Linked DNA regions of Ovis aries: region 2 is linked to region 1. A link is a contact called in public Hi-C data. All regions are on one chromosome and are shown on one strand. The core of a region is the stretch at or near the end of the contact, and the rest is flanking DNA. Distances in the headings are between cores, read along the strand shown. Region 1 overlaps NFIA (nuclear factor I A). Region 2 has its middle 94 kb from the start of TM2D1.

Region 1 (7,831 bases), core at 1,862-4,361:
AGCCTAGTGTTATCAAGCGCACAGTAGGATGCGCTAAATAAGTGAAGTACTCCCAAATGAGGTATACTAACGTCAGAAACCGGGAGTGGACTCCAAGGCCTTGTCCATTTCCACTGGATCAGAAGGAGGCAGGGGAGGCTACCCGGCTTCTGGCTGATTTGCCAAGGACAGCTCATTTGGGCTAAACAGTGGGCTTTCACTCATCCAAACAAGAGCAGGAAGCCAAAAATGACTAACTGGATTAATGACCCAGCAGAGATAGCATCTCCTCCAGAGAGAAGTCAAGATGTTGACCGCAACTCCTGCAGTGCTAGTTGGCAGCATCCTCTTCAGGGGCTGATGGAGTATGAAGGAGTGGAGAGTGGGGGCAGAGGCCTCCCTGGATTTGCACGTTTCTGCTTTCTGTGTGTGAAATGTCCTGAAATAACCCACCTTGCCTGGAGAAGAAAGCAAAGTGTCACACCCAGTTCTGGATTCCACATTAACAACCTCCTTCCGCGGTGTTCAACTTTGCCCTTGAGGCCTTTTGTTTAACTTTTTGATTTGAAAAACAGATTCTGCTGCGTCACAGTCTGTTCCGCCCTCCCCACCCCCCACCGCAGCACCCTCTCTTTTTTTTGGTTAAAGTAAAATACAGCTATCTCAAACAGACTTGCATTTCCTTTTGTTTCTGAAATATGCATTCTGCCCTTTTAGTCAAAAGTGCATATAAAAGCCATTTTAAAATTCATTATTTACATTAGAATGTTTGATGTTAACTAAAGAAACTGAGCCTTCATCAACCATGTTTTAGGCACACTTATGACCAAATTTTGGAAAATAGCCTCGGTTTCCTAATTGCTCTCCCCTTCAGATAGGAAAGGAAAGAGACTGCCACCGTCAAAGGTACTGAGTGCCATTTCAGGCTTCCTGCTTGTGATGAAGCCGGATAGATGTTGTTTATGGTTCATAAAACCTGACTACTGTGAATATTCCAGAATCCTGGCAGAATGGGATTCGAACTTTCATGGAGCTGTAAATTAAGGGGCGGGAAGTGTGATAAAACTCCTTAGAAAAAAGTGGGGTGTGGCGTGGGGGGGAGTCATGCTGCAATGGTTAAATGAAATTTTATAAGCACATTCAGTGTGGAGCTGTTTTGCATTACATGAATTGAATACCTTAGAGACGCCACATCTGCAGGCACTTTATTAAATCCTTAGTCAGCACTTTCCAACCTGATGAGATTACTTCTTCATTTGACTGGAGAAGAGGAAAGCTGAGCTCTGGTCCTGGACTGCAGATTTCTTTTGATGTTTCACCTTGAACACTGAGAGAGGACAATCAGCCCCACTTCCAGCCCCCTCCTCACCACCTTAGCACATCCCAAGCTGTAGACACTGTGAATGTAACAGTAATTTTCCTTAACTCTAGCCTCTGTGGGAGTTTGGATTTATGGACCTCCCAAACAACTATAGCTGAGAGTTCCCAAGGGAAAAAAAAAAAGAAAAGATAGATCAAAGCTCTGTGTTTACTTCCTTAATGTAAATGTATCAAGATAACATCATCCGATATTCTATTGTAATATTGAAATTCACTGTAGATGAGGGACAGGGGTTCCTTTGTAGTCCATCTGGATACAGTAGATTAGATTAAAGGGCTATAAAATATGAAGGCAGAAACCGTATGAAACCTAAGCTTGTGTTAGTAAATATCTGAAGATAATTTTTTGACTCTCCATCAATGAATTTTGTTTAATGTGGCAACATTTTCCCAGTGATTTGCTCCTCAACCCCAACAATTTAACAGTCTCAGATTTCTTTCATATTTTTCTTGTACAACCCAACAAGAAAATGCCCAGAATTATTCGTCAAGTAATGTTTTGCAACTTGCACACCTTGAATTATAGATTTTGTAAGAGAATATCACAAGAGAAAAATGGGCTTTTACAAACATTATCTTGTCTATTGCACATTATTCATAGTTCATGGAAGTTTTTAAAAATCGAGTGGCTTAGACATGTGCAGCTATCACACTCATCATAATGGAATTAAGGAAGGCCTTCAGCTACAAACTAGTCATGAGAACATTTGATGAAATGAATGGGTTCTATTTTTTAGTATTTTAGTTGCTTATCTGCCATCACTATGAATAAATGATTTAATCAAGGAGCCCTCATTCAAAAGGGAAAAAAATTCCCTGTGTAGTTCCCCTAACCAGCTGACTTCCCATTCTGGAAAGCCTTGGTCAAGTAGCTGGGTTAATTGTCATGAAGATTAGTGTAATGTTGAAATAAGGACTAATGGTCAAATTACAGGAGTGAAAAAGTTTAAGAATAGGTTTTGGTTTGGGCCTGAAAGGGTTAATTAAGTTTTTTTCACGGCTTATTAAAGACCCCCAACCCAGGCCTTCAGGAGTCATATTGACACCCCACCCCAGGGCAACTCTCTCTGGTGACATGTTGCTGGTCAGAGCACAATAGTCTTCTGTGTCTGCAAATCATTGCTAAAATCATCTCAAGGAAAAAAAAAAAAGTTTGAAAGCTTTAACGTTAGACAAAAGCCCAAGAGCTGCACTGCGCAGCTCAAAAACCCGGAGTCAGCAACTTCTATTGATTAAAAACTAACCTTTAAAGTAACTCTGAGAGTGTGTGGTTAGCATTTAAATTTAAACATGTCATGAGTTGATTTGTGTTACTGAATACCAACTCAGAAGGAGTAACATTCACATCGCATTTTTTTTCTAATTCCCTTAAGCAGCTAAAGTATTTCATGAAATGTCAATAGGGCAAAAAGAAAAGGAGGGGGGGAACAGCCAATGCCGGGCCTGTAGTTTTCTTTCCCATGCAAATATTCACACACACACACACCCCCAAAAGAAAAGTGTGGAGAGTGAAACACAATAATTAGTCCTTTGTCTAACTTTCCCAAGTGCCAGAGAAAGACAGATTAATTAAATATACAACAGTGTTGGTTTTTGGAGTGGGGGTCTCGCTTGCTGGGTAGGTCATAAATTAGGCAGAATAAATACTTCAATGTGTTTGCAGTGGGCCTGCTACGTCAGAGCCACTGGAAGGTTGGTGGGAGGAGAGCGGAGGGTTTCTTGCTAATGATAGTCACGTCTGGGTCTGTCTGGTTGCTCTTAGCAACCAGACATGATGTAACACCAGGATGAACTTGAACTTGGGGGACTTGAAAAGAGAACAATAGACCAGAGCAATCAATAAAGCCTATTTCAGTGAAGGATTACAGAGCTGCTCTGGGGTAACCTTGTCGGCAAGGCACACACTGAATAGTAAGATGTGTGAAGAAACTTTTTTTCCTTTGCTTTGCTTTTTAAGAGAAGTGTAGAGGCACTGCAGATTTTTGTAGTGCACTGAGGTTGTGTCCAGAAACTGTGGAATGGAAAACTGCTCCCCCTACTGACTCACTGAGTCCCAGGCGCTTGCTTTGAGAACTACGACGCAGCGTCAGATTTAAAGTCTGGAATTTCACAACTGACTTAGAAAGTGTGAGAACAGACATTGTCAGCGTGACCCGCCGCATCCCAAGTTTGAGACTGTTTGGTTCCAGGGAGAACTCGGCTCTATCTCGGATCTGCGTCAGCTATGCGGGAGTCCAGCTAGAAATACGGTTTGGAGACTGCCTCCTGACTCCTCTCTTCCCCCCTCTTCTTTCTTTTGTCCAGTTCGATTTAGGCCCTGTGTATTTGCCAGGATGATTTCCTTTCAGGACACAAGAGGCTTTATTGTGCTCCTCAAAGCATGTGGTCAAAGAATAACATCTGAAAGTATACAGGATGAGCAGTTTTTCGGTTTAGACTTCAGGCTTTTCTTTTTTTTTTTTTTTTTTCCCTTCAAGTCCTCTGGAAATCAAAGGTAGCTTGTGTGACTAGGAAATCTTATCCCAACCTCCATGTAGCTATCATTTTGCCATTTATCCTGGAATCAAACGAGTCCTTGCTTTACCTAATTGAATCTCTTGGACACGGATGAGCCTTCATCTGACTGAGTCAACCCAAATGCAGCCCTTTCTAATACTGTCAACTCAGAGGTTTCAGAAGCGTTTAATTTTGCTTGAGGTTGATGATTTTTCTGTGAATAAATGTGGTGAATTTGGTAGGGTAGCTGTGGAGAAAAGTTGGCAAAAGCCATGTACTTTTTTATCTGACTTGAGAAACTGACTCTGATACTAAACCGTAATTGGTCACTTTGTTTAGCTAACAGAGAAAGAAGTGCCAGCGTATAGAGCGACGTATCGCCAGACTATTGCCAAAGCTAACCACCTAAGGGCTCATGAAAGGAAAAGGCAACTGGTAACTGGGTCCGGCAGTTAGATGCAAGGCTGTAAATAAACGTCAAAGGAGCAAAAGCACGCGTGAGGGCTGTGCCCGTGGCCTCGTTTTTTCCTTTGGACGCTATGGTAAAATCTTTGATACCAGTTGACGATTATATGTCATTTTTAAACATTTTATTTTAGAAATATTGAGCTGAGAGGAGCATTTTACATCGTAAAATCTACCTCATGCACATCTAAGGAGACTGAGTAGAAGAGAAATACTAGGACTTCTCCAAAGTCACCCAGGATTCTTGGTACAGCACTTGCCCTGCTTGAGCTCCATTTACTCTTCTGTCGGTTTTGATCCTCTGTGCCTGTTACAAGAACATTATGATAACTTCTCATTGAAAAGGAGATGCCGTGAGATTCATCAGAGAAGACATCCATGATGATATAAACCCTCTCCCTTCACCCATTCTCCATTCATTCCCCTCTGCTTTGTTTGGAAGCCTGTATTCCAGGCACTGAGCTAGGCGCTGAGGGTTCAATCAAAAACCAGGTGATAGAGCTTCCTGCTCTGCTACAGCTGCCCTCGCCAGATTGGAGCGTCCGTACCATGCATGTCTTTCAAGTAGGCATAAGTACTTGGTTGTGCAGGTTACACTCAGAGCATTGGCAGCCCCCAGCAAAGACACTGAACTCCAGTTTCAGGAGAGTAGGAGCAGTTTCAGGGTCTTAAGCTCTACTGTTCGTCATTCTTTTACTTTTACCGGTGAAAACCGCCCTTTACCCCTAACACAGATCTTGATTTCACCAGTGGAAAGGCCACTGTTAAAATGTGTTATTTTCCAAATTGTGGCTCTAATTGCGCTTTTCCTCTTGTCTTCCAGTCCTGGTACCTGGGATAAAAGTCGCAGCGTCCCACCATCCACCAGACAGACCACCTGACCCCTTCTCAACTCTGTAACATGGACGCATCCTCAACCCAGCGCGGTTACAACTTCACTGTCACTGGAAGGGGAGAATCAAATCAACTTGTACATGGAAACAGCAAGCATTATGGTCCAACAGCAAAGGCCATAACCTTTTGGGATTTTTTTTTTTAATACTTTAGGAACTGTTGTAATTTTCTCATATGGTGCTGGAAATGGTTGGGCTTTGTAACATTTGAAGTGTTTCCGTGGTTGCGTGAGCATTAGGCAGTGTGGCTAGAGAAGGTCGACCCTTGCTCACTGACTTCCTGTTGTAACACACTTTCTTTACAGAGCCCGCCGTTTCACAGTATTTCATGAATTTACCCATACTGGTGTGAGCCTCTTTGAGCAATCAGGAGGCGCTTGGAGAACTAAATCTTTTGTAGTAGCTGAGATCTGCAATATATATAACTTACGGGACAGTCAAAGGGCAATGTTTTTCTGTAACATATTGGAAAAAGAAATCGCAGTTATGTTCCTTTTTTGTTTTTTCTTTTAGTTTGGTTTGGTTCAGCAGTCAGCCGTTAACTAGGTAACATGGCCCGGAAGGACAGTGAATCCACTCACGTTGCAGAATAATTCCGAAAATGGCAAACTACTACTACTACTATTCAGTTTTTTAAAAGTTTTGAAATGCTGCACTTACATTTAAAAAAAAAAAAAAACATTTTTTCAACAATTTCAACAATGACACAAATTCACGTGGAAATGGGGAAGATGGTCTGTTTTGACAGAAACTGACAGGAATCAATCAAAACAATCGAATTTTGAATTGAGTAAAGTGCAATTTCATTGGATAGCTAAATATCTTTGTAAGATAGAGATTGTTGAAAATTCTATTTTTGTTTTTCAAGTCCTTCCACCCCAGGACTCTAAATTATTGGGGTAAAAAACAGCCTTGCAAGAAAAAGGGGAGCTATTTTTGCTTTTTATGTTTTTTATTGTTAAACTTGTATCCCTTTAAAAACTGAAGGAAAATTAAAAAAAAAAAAACAAAAAAACAAATCTAATGGTGCTTTTACCACAATATGTTAACTACATTAAATGCTAATTAATTATTTTCTGTTATCAAAGCACATAACTAAAATAAAATCATGGTATCTGTTAATTTTATAAGCTAGAAGTCACTAGAATGGATTATGCCAATTCTGAAAATTTTTACGTGTATCTGGCAACATAGGATTTATCAGTTATCAGACACTTCATTGTTCCAGAGATTGTCCAGAAAATTTAAAGACCTTTGCGCCCCTGAACTGGGCTATGGGAAAATAATTTTAATAGTAATAATGAAACCAATACTGAGACAAATGATGGTGCCCATTCAGATCAAGGGCACTTGTTAGGGAAAAAAAAGTTTGCACCCCCAAATGTCCTGTATCTAATGTAAAAAAAAAAAATACAAAAAACAAACAAAAAATAACAAAAAAAAAGTGCAAGTGATTTTTCTACCAGACAGCGAAGCACCCCTTTGCTTCCCATGCAACTTCAAGAAGGTTTCCTATACTATACATATATATACGTTCTGGTTGGCGAGCCCTGCTGATCAGAGAAAGTCTCTGCATGTTCTAGTGTTAGTAACTAATTTTTATATAGTTAATGTAGGATAAAGTAGAGTGCATTAAGACACAATATTGTAATCCCTACTCTAGGCACTTGCCTTTAAACTATGTTTTTCAGCCCTTCAGAAGGGTTCTACTACTGTCCTATACAATCAAGTAACTGAAATTCTTGGGAAGACACTTTGCTCCTCATCTTTCCCCCCCGAAACAATGTTGTTTTGTTTTGTTTTTTTTCCTTAATTTGCACGAAAACAAAAATTCCATATCAATGTGCCTTGCCCTGGATAGCGATTATTTGTGGAATTGTTGCACATGCTCCTCTATTGAAAGGGGTTTTTCCCTAGTCAAGCATTTGGAGACACTTTTTGTAAATGTGACTTTTATGTCAGCCATTGTCAGTTTCAACATCTAGGACTAAATAGAGAGTTAGTTGTCCCGCAGATAGGAGTAGTCTTTATTGTCCTCTGCGGTCAGTGGCAGTGCTATTCTGAGATCTGTAGATGCTTAGAATATCAGTATTTTGGATGTTGCTGCATTTTACAATTTATTTGGAGTCTTCCTTTATTTTCCCCCGCCCCGCCCCCAGATATATGAAAATATGCAATACCTGCTTATATCGTGTAGGAAAGCTTAGCAATGATTAATTTTTCTTTTATTTTTTTTATTTGACCAAAGTCGGTGCTGCACTTGACGCAGTGTGTTTAGGTGTCTGTCTTTGTACTTTTTTTGTGATTTTTGAATGCACGTGCGCAGGAAGGGCTCCTCTTAGAGAAGCAGTCAAACTGTGAAGCACTAAGCTGACCCTGCTTCAAGCAATTTTGTTTTTACAACTGTTCCTTTCACAAGCAAGCCTTAAAAAAAAAAAAAGACAACTTCCCTTTTCTTCAGCTCCCACACCCCATTTTTCTTAGCAGACTGCAGTCAATCCACATTCAATACAAAGTATATAATGCCCATTTTTATATGCACGTTTTTAAACTTCCAAGTTCTGAAAATTGTTTACTGGTTATCTCTATTTAAGGAAAAAAAAATAAAATAAAACATT
Region 2 (7,831 bases), core at 2,389-4,888, 160 kb after region 1:
CTGCAAAGCTGAGAGTGTTTACTGTCTGGCCCTTTACAGGAAAAGTTTGCCGACCCCTGCACCAGACCTTCCAAAGCACAGAGCACACTGGTTTTAAAGACACTGGTTAACACAGTGTTGCCTCCTTCCTTGGCAGAGAGCTGCTCCTTCACTTTAATTTCTTCTAAAGAAAACAAACTGTGTTTCTTATATTTCATGACTTCAGGGTGAGACTTGTTCTAACACATGCCAGAGCCCTTAGACTCCTTTGTGCCATACTGGTAATACGAGATATATAGTAGCCAGGATAGATAAATACACAGAGAGAGATGGAAGGAGAGCCACAGAGAACACCAGGGGAAGAGACAGGGTTCCACACTTGGGCACACCAGCTCTTTAAGATCAGTTTTACTTCTCTCAGCATCTCTTCAGAACCGTGTAATGTGGCTTTTCCAAAGCTTTGTTCTGTTTTCATTACAGTAAAATGTTTATTGTGATTACTGAGAGAATTGCTATCTTAAAACTGATGCTTACTATGGTCGAGTTTGACCTATATTTAGTGAAGCAATGTTTTAAGATAATACACTGAAGTTTATGAAGGAAATGTTGACTCTTTCCAAAGAGAGAAACTGGAATTTCTTTTCCTGAAATAGTGATTTCATTAAATTAGAAAAGTGGACATATTTTTGTTATTTGACTTCTTCCTCACTCTCTATAAAATGCATCCCTCCATTTAATCTGCTATTCATCTAGAATAACCACATGCTAGTAACTGACTTTTGCACTACACTCCAGCAATTCTTTGAGAAGACAATGGCACCCCACTCCAGTACTCTTGCCTGGAGAATCCCATGGATGGAGGAGCCTGGTGGGCAGCAGTCCAAGGGGTCGCTAAGGGTCGGACACGACTGAGCGACTTCACTTTCACTTTTCACTTTCATGCATTGGAGAAGGAAATGGCAACCCACTCCAGTGTTCTTGCCTGGAGAATCCCAGGGACGGGGGAGCCTGGTGGGCTGCCGTCTATGGGGTCACACAGAGTTGGACACGACTGAAGTGACTTAGCAGTAGCAGCAGTCAGCAATTCTTTATCATTTAAGTTTATTACAGGCAGGCAGACCCTGATCCCGATTAGAAAGACAAGGACTATTTCCATAATTACTGCATACAAATAATAGCATTTATTCTGGCAATTCCCATGCTATTCAATCAGGCAAGATTCAATACAAAAAAAAAGAAGCTGATTTGCCAAAATCAGACATTTGTTACGTGAAAAAAATTATGTGCCCATGTCACATTCTGTTTTTAGAAGTTTGTAGCACTCAGGGAGCACTTCTTGTTGGAAGTTCTATTTAAGAATTACCGAAGGATTATGATACTAGCATCCACCTAATACAGGAAAACAAAGGCGAGTGGGCCATTTCAGAAATCACAACTTTTACGCTAATTGCAATTTCTGAAGTAAAGCTAACGGTACTGCACAGAACAAGAATGTCTCTAATCTAATCTCGGCAGCATTGTGATTTCAAACTGCTAAACCATACAATATATTCACTTTTCCTTGGTGTTGCTGCCAAGTCGCTTCAGTCATGTCCAACTCTGTGCGACCCCATAGACAGCAGCCCACCAGGCTCCCCCATCCCTGGGACTCTCTAGGCAAGAATACTGGAGTGGGTTGCCATTTCCTTCTCCAATGCATGAAAGTGAAAAGTCAAAGTGAAAAGTGAAAGTGAAGTCGCTCAGTCGTGTCCGACTCTTTGCGACCCCATGGACTGCAGCCCACCAGGCTCCTCTGTCCATGGGATTCTCCAGGCAAGAGTACTGGAGTGGGGTCCCATTGTGTGGGTTTGCATATTTATCTTCTCCAAGGATCTTTCTCTGTGTCTTGGTTGTATATTGCAGCATTCATGATTGATGAATTGTTGTCAAGGACAAACTAAGGCTCCTGTATTTTACCAAAACAACTTTTTATGGAACACAAGATTTTTTTCCAGGGGATACACTCAGATTTAGCATTATGTATTTTTGTCAAAGGAATAGAGAGGATGGTCTAATAAAAATGGTGAACAAAATGAGAGCAAGTATGAGAAAGTCACTGCCAACAGATGACTTGAATTCAAGATAGATACATGCAAACATTAAAAAGACACATGCACCCCAAAGTTCACTGCAGCTCTGTTGATAAGAGCCAGGACATGGGAGCATCCTAAATATCCATCAGAAGAGGAATGCATGAAGAAGATGTGGTGCATATATACATGGAATACCACTCAGCCATACAAAGGAACAAAACGGGGTCATTTGTAGAGATGTGACTGAACCTGGAGACTGCCATACAGAATAAAGGAAGTCAGGAAGAGAAAAACAAATATCATATATTAACACATATATGCAGCATCTAGAAAAATGGTACGGATGACTTTATTTGCAAAGCAGAAATAGAAACATAGATGTAGAGAACAAAGGTATGGATATCAAGGGGAAAGGGGTGGGGCGGGAGGAATTGGGAGGTTGCGATTGACGCATACACATTACGCATACTATGTACAGAATAGACGGAGATATATGTAAATGTATGGCTGATTTATTTTGCTGTACAGTGGAAGGCAATACAATATTGTAAAGCAACTATACTGCAATAAAAATTAATTAACAAAAAATATATGTAAACTTTCCTGGCCTTAAACCTGACGTCTAAGGAAAATGCCAATGCTAGAAGTTAAGATGACAATCATCCAACTGTTTCGTCCTTTACTGAGATCACTAGAAAGGCATACTTCTAACTCAACCCAAAACATCTAAACAATCCAACTTCTAAAGAAAAATTATGTGTATATGCCCATGATGGCCACAGAGCAGGGGAATAGTTTCTGTTCTATTTGTTTATCCTTTCTGAACTGTTAAGACAATGTCTTGATCTCTCTGGCCACACCTCCAACAACACTCCTCCTCCAAGGATCCTTGAAATCTTATTTACAACATAGACCAGGAATTCTCACTGAGTCTATTTCAACACCTGAAAAAACTTACCACTTACAAGTACCACTCTGTGATAAGACGCATTTGATTCAAATGTGTTGGAGTATGTCAGGACTGAAGTCATAAATCTCATGAACACTGTGATTTAATAAACAGTGGTCCATCTTTGGTCCCAAGAAGCAATCAAATGGATTCATAAAAAACAAAGAGAAAAAATCTGAGGGAAATAGGGGGAAAAAATGATTATTTATTAATTCTGAGTGGTGGGTACATGGATGTCTGATGTTTGCTCTATATTCCTATATTTGGAATACTTCATAATTTTGTAAAATTGGTTTTTTCTGGGGAAGAAGAAGCTAAAGAAGTTCCCAGGTGCTCAAATTATAAATGAAGAAACGATAAGAAAGAGGAAAAATTGCACAGAATTTTTCTTTTTCAGGGGGAGTAAGTTGAAGAAAACCCTCAATTGCCGTTCCATTGGAGGGGCAGTGATCTAGGGGGTCCCTGGGAGCAATATTCTTATTCCACTGAAGGAGGTGAGCCAAGATACTTATAAGCTCTAGAGAACCTTTAACACAGGAAGCTATTTATCATAACAAGCTTGGTTGATACTGTTCCCATACTGAACCAATTAGGTTCGCCTATTTCGTCATACTTCATAACTTGGGATGATAGGTTTCCAAGTATGGTACAGCGTAGTAATTGAATTTTGATCAAACACACATGGCCCATAACCCAGTATGTGAAATTTTCAGAACAGTTCACAGCTTTTAAATATCCAGTCAACATGTTGCCAAAAGTACAGGATGTACTTGATGCAAGGGGGAGAGAAAGGGGAGGGCTGAATCTTGGTAGAGCTGTAAGACAAATATTTTTGTTCTTGTTCTCTTCTTATTTTTCAAATAGCAGTGGAGAAAGGCTGTGGGATATCATATCATAACTCAAGTCTTGCCCTCGCTTGCTCTGTGTGCATAAACATCTTTGAGTCTTATTTCAGATTACCATTTATTTTTTTGCATGAAACTTTCGTGTCACAGGCCTGCTACACACAACCTGTTACATTTTTTATTGCAACACTAGCCAGAGTATTTCTTGACAACCTACTATATGTTAGGTTTTCGGTACCCAGGTCAACTCTTTTGAATAAAGAATCAAGATCTCTGCTTTCGTGTGATCTACTGTGGTTACAGAGACAGACGTAAAATAAAAAATATCAATAATTTTATCACTGTGCATGCTGAATTGCTTCAGTCATGTCTGACTCTTTGCCATGCAATGAACTGTAGCCTGCCAGGCTTCTCTGTCCATAGAATTCTCCAGGCAAGAATGCTGGAGTACATTGCCATGCCCTATTCCAGCGAATCTTCCCAACCCAGTGATTGAACCTACTTCTCTTATGTCTCTCATGTTCACAGGCAGGTTCGTTACCACTAGTGCTGTAACTTGTGATGATTAACATGAAGAAAAAATAGGGCATCAGGAGGAACCTGATGGGGACCTGATCTATCCAGGAGAGAGGAAGTGGGGAGGAGAAGGAGGGGACACATCTCCAAGAAAGTGCCACTGAAATTGATTTCTGAAAGATGGGAAGTGATCCAAGGGAGAGAATGATTATTCCCAGGAGAAGTAAGCACAAGGATAAACTCTGAAGTAGGCTGGGCTGTGGCAAGTTCAAGGACCTGAAGGCTAGTATATGCAGTGAGAAAGAGGCTCAAAATATAGGCAGGAGCCAGACCACACTATGCCATGTAAAGGATTATGTTCAGTGCAGTCACTGAAAAAGTGGCTGCCCAGGGAGTGACAGGGTGGGAGTCAGGCAAGACAAGAAGCAGAAAGACTAACTAGAAGCCTTGGCAACAGTCCAGATGGGAAGTGATAGTGGCCTGGAATGGCGCAATGGCAGAGATGGAGAACAGTGGACACATCTGAGAGAGATTTTGGAGAAGTGACATGATTGGAGATAACCAGACGTGGGAAGTGAGGGAGAAAGAAGTCCCAAGGACATTTCCAGGTTTCGAGCTTGAGCAATTCAGCAAACAAAGTCTAATAAATAACAACTAGTTAGTATAACTTGTAAGACTGCTCCAAATGACGATGATAAGTCACTCCAGTTGTGGCTGACTCTTTGAGACCCCACAGACTATAGCCCACCAGGCTCCTCTGTCCATGGGATTCTCCAGGCAAGAATACTGGAGTGGGTTGCCATGCCCTCCTCCAGGGGATCTTCCCAACGCAGGGATGGAACCCACATCTCTTACATCTCCTGCATTGGCAGGCGGGTTCTTTACCACTGGCACCACCTGGGAAGCACCAAACAATAGGACTCCATCATCCCCACAAGTTCCCATGCTTGTGATGATATTCTGCTTCATCAGATTTTGTAAGAACAGATGCATTAATCAGATGGTGGGGATATAGAAATTTTCCACCTACATGCATATCAAACTTACCATAAGCAGAAGAATGTCTCTGAGATATTAAAATCAGACTTTAACATAAATCAAGCATTTTTACTCTTAGTTCCGCGGACACAGTCATAGAAGTCTGGCCCTTGAACTAGAACAACCTGAAAGAAAACAAATTTCCTCTTTGAAAACGTCTAAAAAACAAGGACTTTTCTTTCTTTATTCATGAGATTTTTTTTCTTGAGAATTTTTAGTGTGAGGGTCATGAGGTAAATAAGATGTGTTCCCTGCCTATGCTCTCAGGGAGAAAAAGGCATGAAAATACGCATAATATGGTGAGTATGTTGCATAAATCAAGCAATAGAGTTCTATTGGACAGATAACAGGGTGATGAACTCTACATGGGGTACTGACACATGGTGATAGCTATGAAAGACTTCAGAGGGGTTGCATTTGAGAAGTCTTGAAAGACAAGAGTTTGTCAGTAGAGCAGAGGATGGGGGAGGGGGAATTCCAAGAGAAGGCAACAGCAAAAGATAAGGCATGCTGCTGCTAAGTCACTTCAGTCGTGTCCGACTCTGCGCGACCCCATAGATGGCAGCCCACCAGGCTCCCCCATCCCTAAGATTCTCCAGGCAAGAACACTGGAGTGGGTTGCCATTTCCTTCTCCAATGCATGCAAGAGAAAAGTGAAAGTGAATCACTCAGTCGTGTCTGACTCTTAGCAACCCCATGGACTGCAGCCCACCAGGCTCCTCTGTCCATGGGATTTTCCAGGCAAGGGCACTGGAGTGGGGTGCCATTGCCTTCTCCAAAGATAAGGCATAAGGGTCCTAAAGAGGACAAGGTGCTCAGAGCTAGAATCCTCAGGGTGAAACCACAGGGTGTGTGATCCAGTCTGGAAAAATCATCCTTCCATTCCAAAGTCTGAAAAACATGACCAGTCTAGTCTGACTTATCTGCTCTTAATTGACCCAGGCAGAGAATTCTCTTTCGTGTAGGCCCCAACCAACAAGGACCTCTTACTGTGACCACTGCCTGAAGACTGCCCACGGTTACCTGTTGAGATGAGCAGCAACGATCCTAATCTGTCCCCACACTGGGCCAAGGCCTCAGGGTCAGGCCATCTATGGTGCCTAGAAAGATGTGGCCATCGGACTCCCCTGGAAGTCCAGTGGTTAGGACTCTGTACTTCCGTAGCAGGAGGCACAGGTTCAATCTCTGGTCAGGGAACTAAGATCTACATGCCTCTGAGTGCCACCAAAAAAACAAAAAAGATGTAGCCTTAGCCCAGGTGGTGCTAGTGGTAAAGAACTTGCCTGCCAAGGCAGGAGGCATAACAGATGTGGGTTTGAGCCCTGGGCTGGGAAGATCCCCTGGAAGAGGGCATGGCAACCCACTCCAGTATTCTTGCCTGGAGAATCCCATAGACAGAGGAGCCTGGTGGGCTGCGGTCCATAGGGTCAAAAAGAGTCAGACACGACTGAAGTGACTTTGCACGCATGCACACAATGCTCATGTGGGCTGGAGAATACAAACAGAATGGCTGTGACCTCTAGTATTATCAGTCTGGCTAATTGGTAGTACAGCTGCCCCTATATAACAAAGAATGACCGCTACCAAAAAAGTGTGTGTGCACGTGTGTGATCTTTAAATTTTAATAGCTAGTCAGACAGTCCTTAGAGAGAGAATTGGCAGCTTTGGCCTGGAGGCTGCTCCCCCACCTGTCTCCAGGCACTGCAAACACAGCTGTGTAAGAAGGAGACAGTCAAAGCTTCCAAGGAAAGAAATGGTACCGTCTGGGGGAGTGAGGTGGGGGAGCGGACTAACAATGGGAGCGCCTTTCTCACAAACCCACTTGGGACAGGGCCTGTCTAGCAACTGCAAAAATTAGCAAGGAGGACATGATCAGGCTTTTTTTTTTCCCCCCTCTTTTTTTTTTTTTTTCTTCACTGTAAAATCATTGAAAACCCAACTCAATGGCCATTTTAAAACCATTTTTTAAAGGATGAGACAGAGCACACCATTCAAGTGGAGAGGAGAATAAGGCAGCATGTGTTTCTGGCAAGATTCATATTCAGGTATCCTTCTCGGATGGAGGTGAAAAGGAAAGACATTCACGCTGTCACAGAACTCGGAGTTCCTTACACAGAACGCAAGACTCCCTGGGCAAGTGCCTAGAAACTTCTTCTTTATCTAGATTTCTCCAGACTGCGAATTGCAGGCATTTTTTAAAGTTCAACTCTTAAGAGGAAAAAAAGTCAGCAGAGGCAAGATTTCAACAGATGTTAGCAGTTCTAGAGTGGTCAGGGGGCTGCCGCTCCCCAAAGAAAGGGGAAATTCGCAAAGGGAAAGTAACAAGTCGTTTTGGAAGAAGAAAACCCCAGCAAGGAGGTATTTTCCGTATCATTTTAATCACAAAATAGCACGAATGCGGTCTGTGCCTGCGTGCTACCCAAACGTCGATC

The links. Hi-C and Micro-C count contacts between places; a contact is called where the count stands out from the background.
Region 2: a contact with region 1 is called in a Hi-C map of tail adipose tissue, with 3 times the contacts expected there. The contact joins two enhancer-like sites. A contact is called at or near these places in 3 of 16 Hi-C or Micro-C datasets (hypothalamus, mesenteric adipose tissue and tail adipose tissue).

The regions. Positions count from the first base shown.
Region 1 is chr1:36,708,835-36,716,665 of ARS-UI_Ramb_v3.0, forward strand. NFIA (nuclear factor I A) reads left to right here. Exons shown (of 10, transcript XM_060410138.1): 10 at 5,144-7,831. The coding sequence ends at 5,220. Among named protein-coding and RNA genes, the nearest start is that of TM2D1, 250 kb to the right of the region's middle. Within about 2 kb of position 3,112, at least 27 of the 54 cell types and tissues checked have an H3K27ac peak or open chromatin away from gene starts, as enhancers often do. A contact at or near this core is called in tail adipose tissue, where this site is marked.
Region 2 is chr1:36,863,858-36,871,688 of ARS-UI_Ramb_v3.0, forward strand. No RefSeq gene overlaps it. Among named protein-coding and RNA genes, the nearest start is that of TM2D1, 94 kb to the right of the region's middle. Within about 2 kb of position 3,639, at least 9 of the 54 cell types and tissues checked have an H3K27ac peak or open chromatin away from gene starts, as enhancers often do. A contact at or near this core is called in tail adipose tissue, where this site is marked.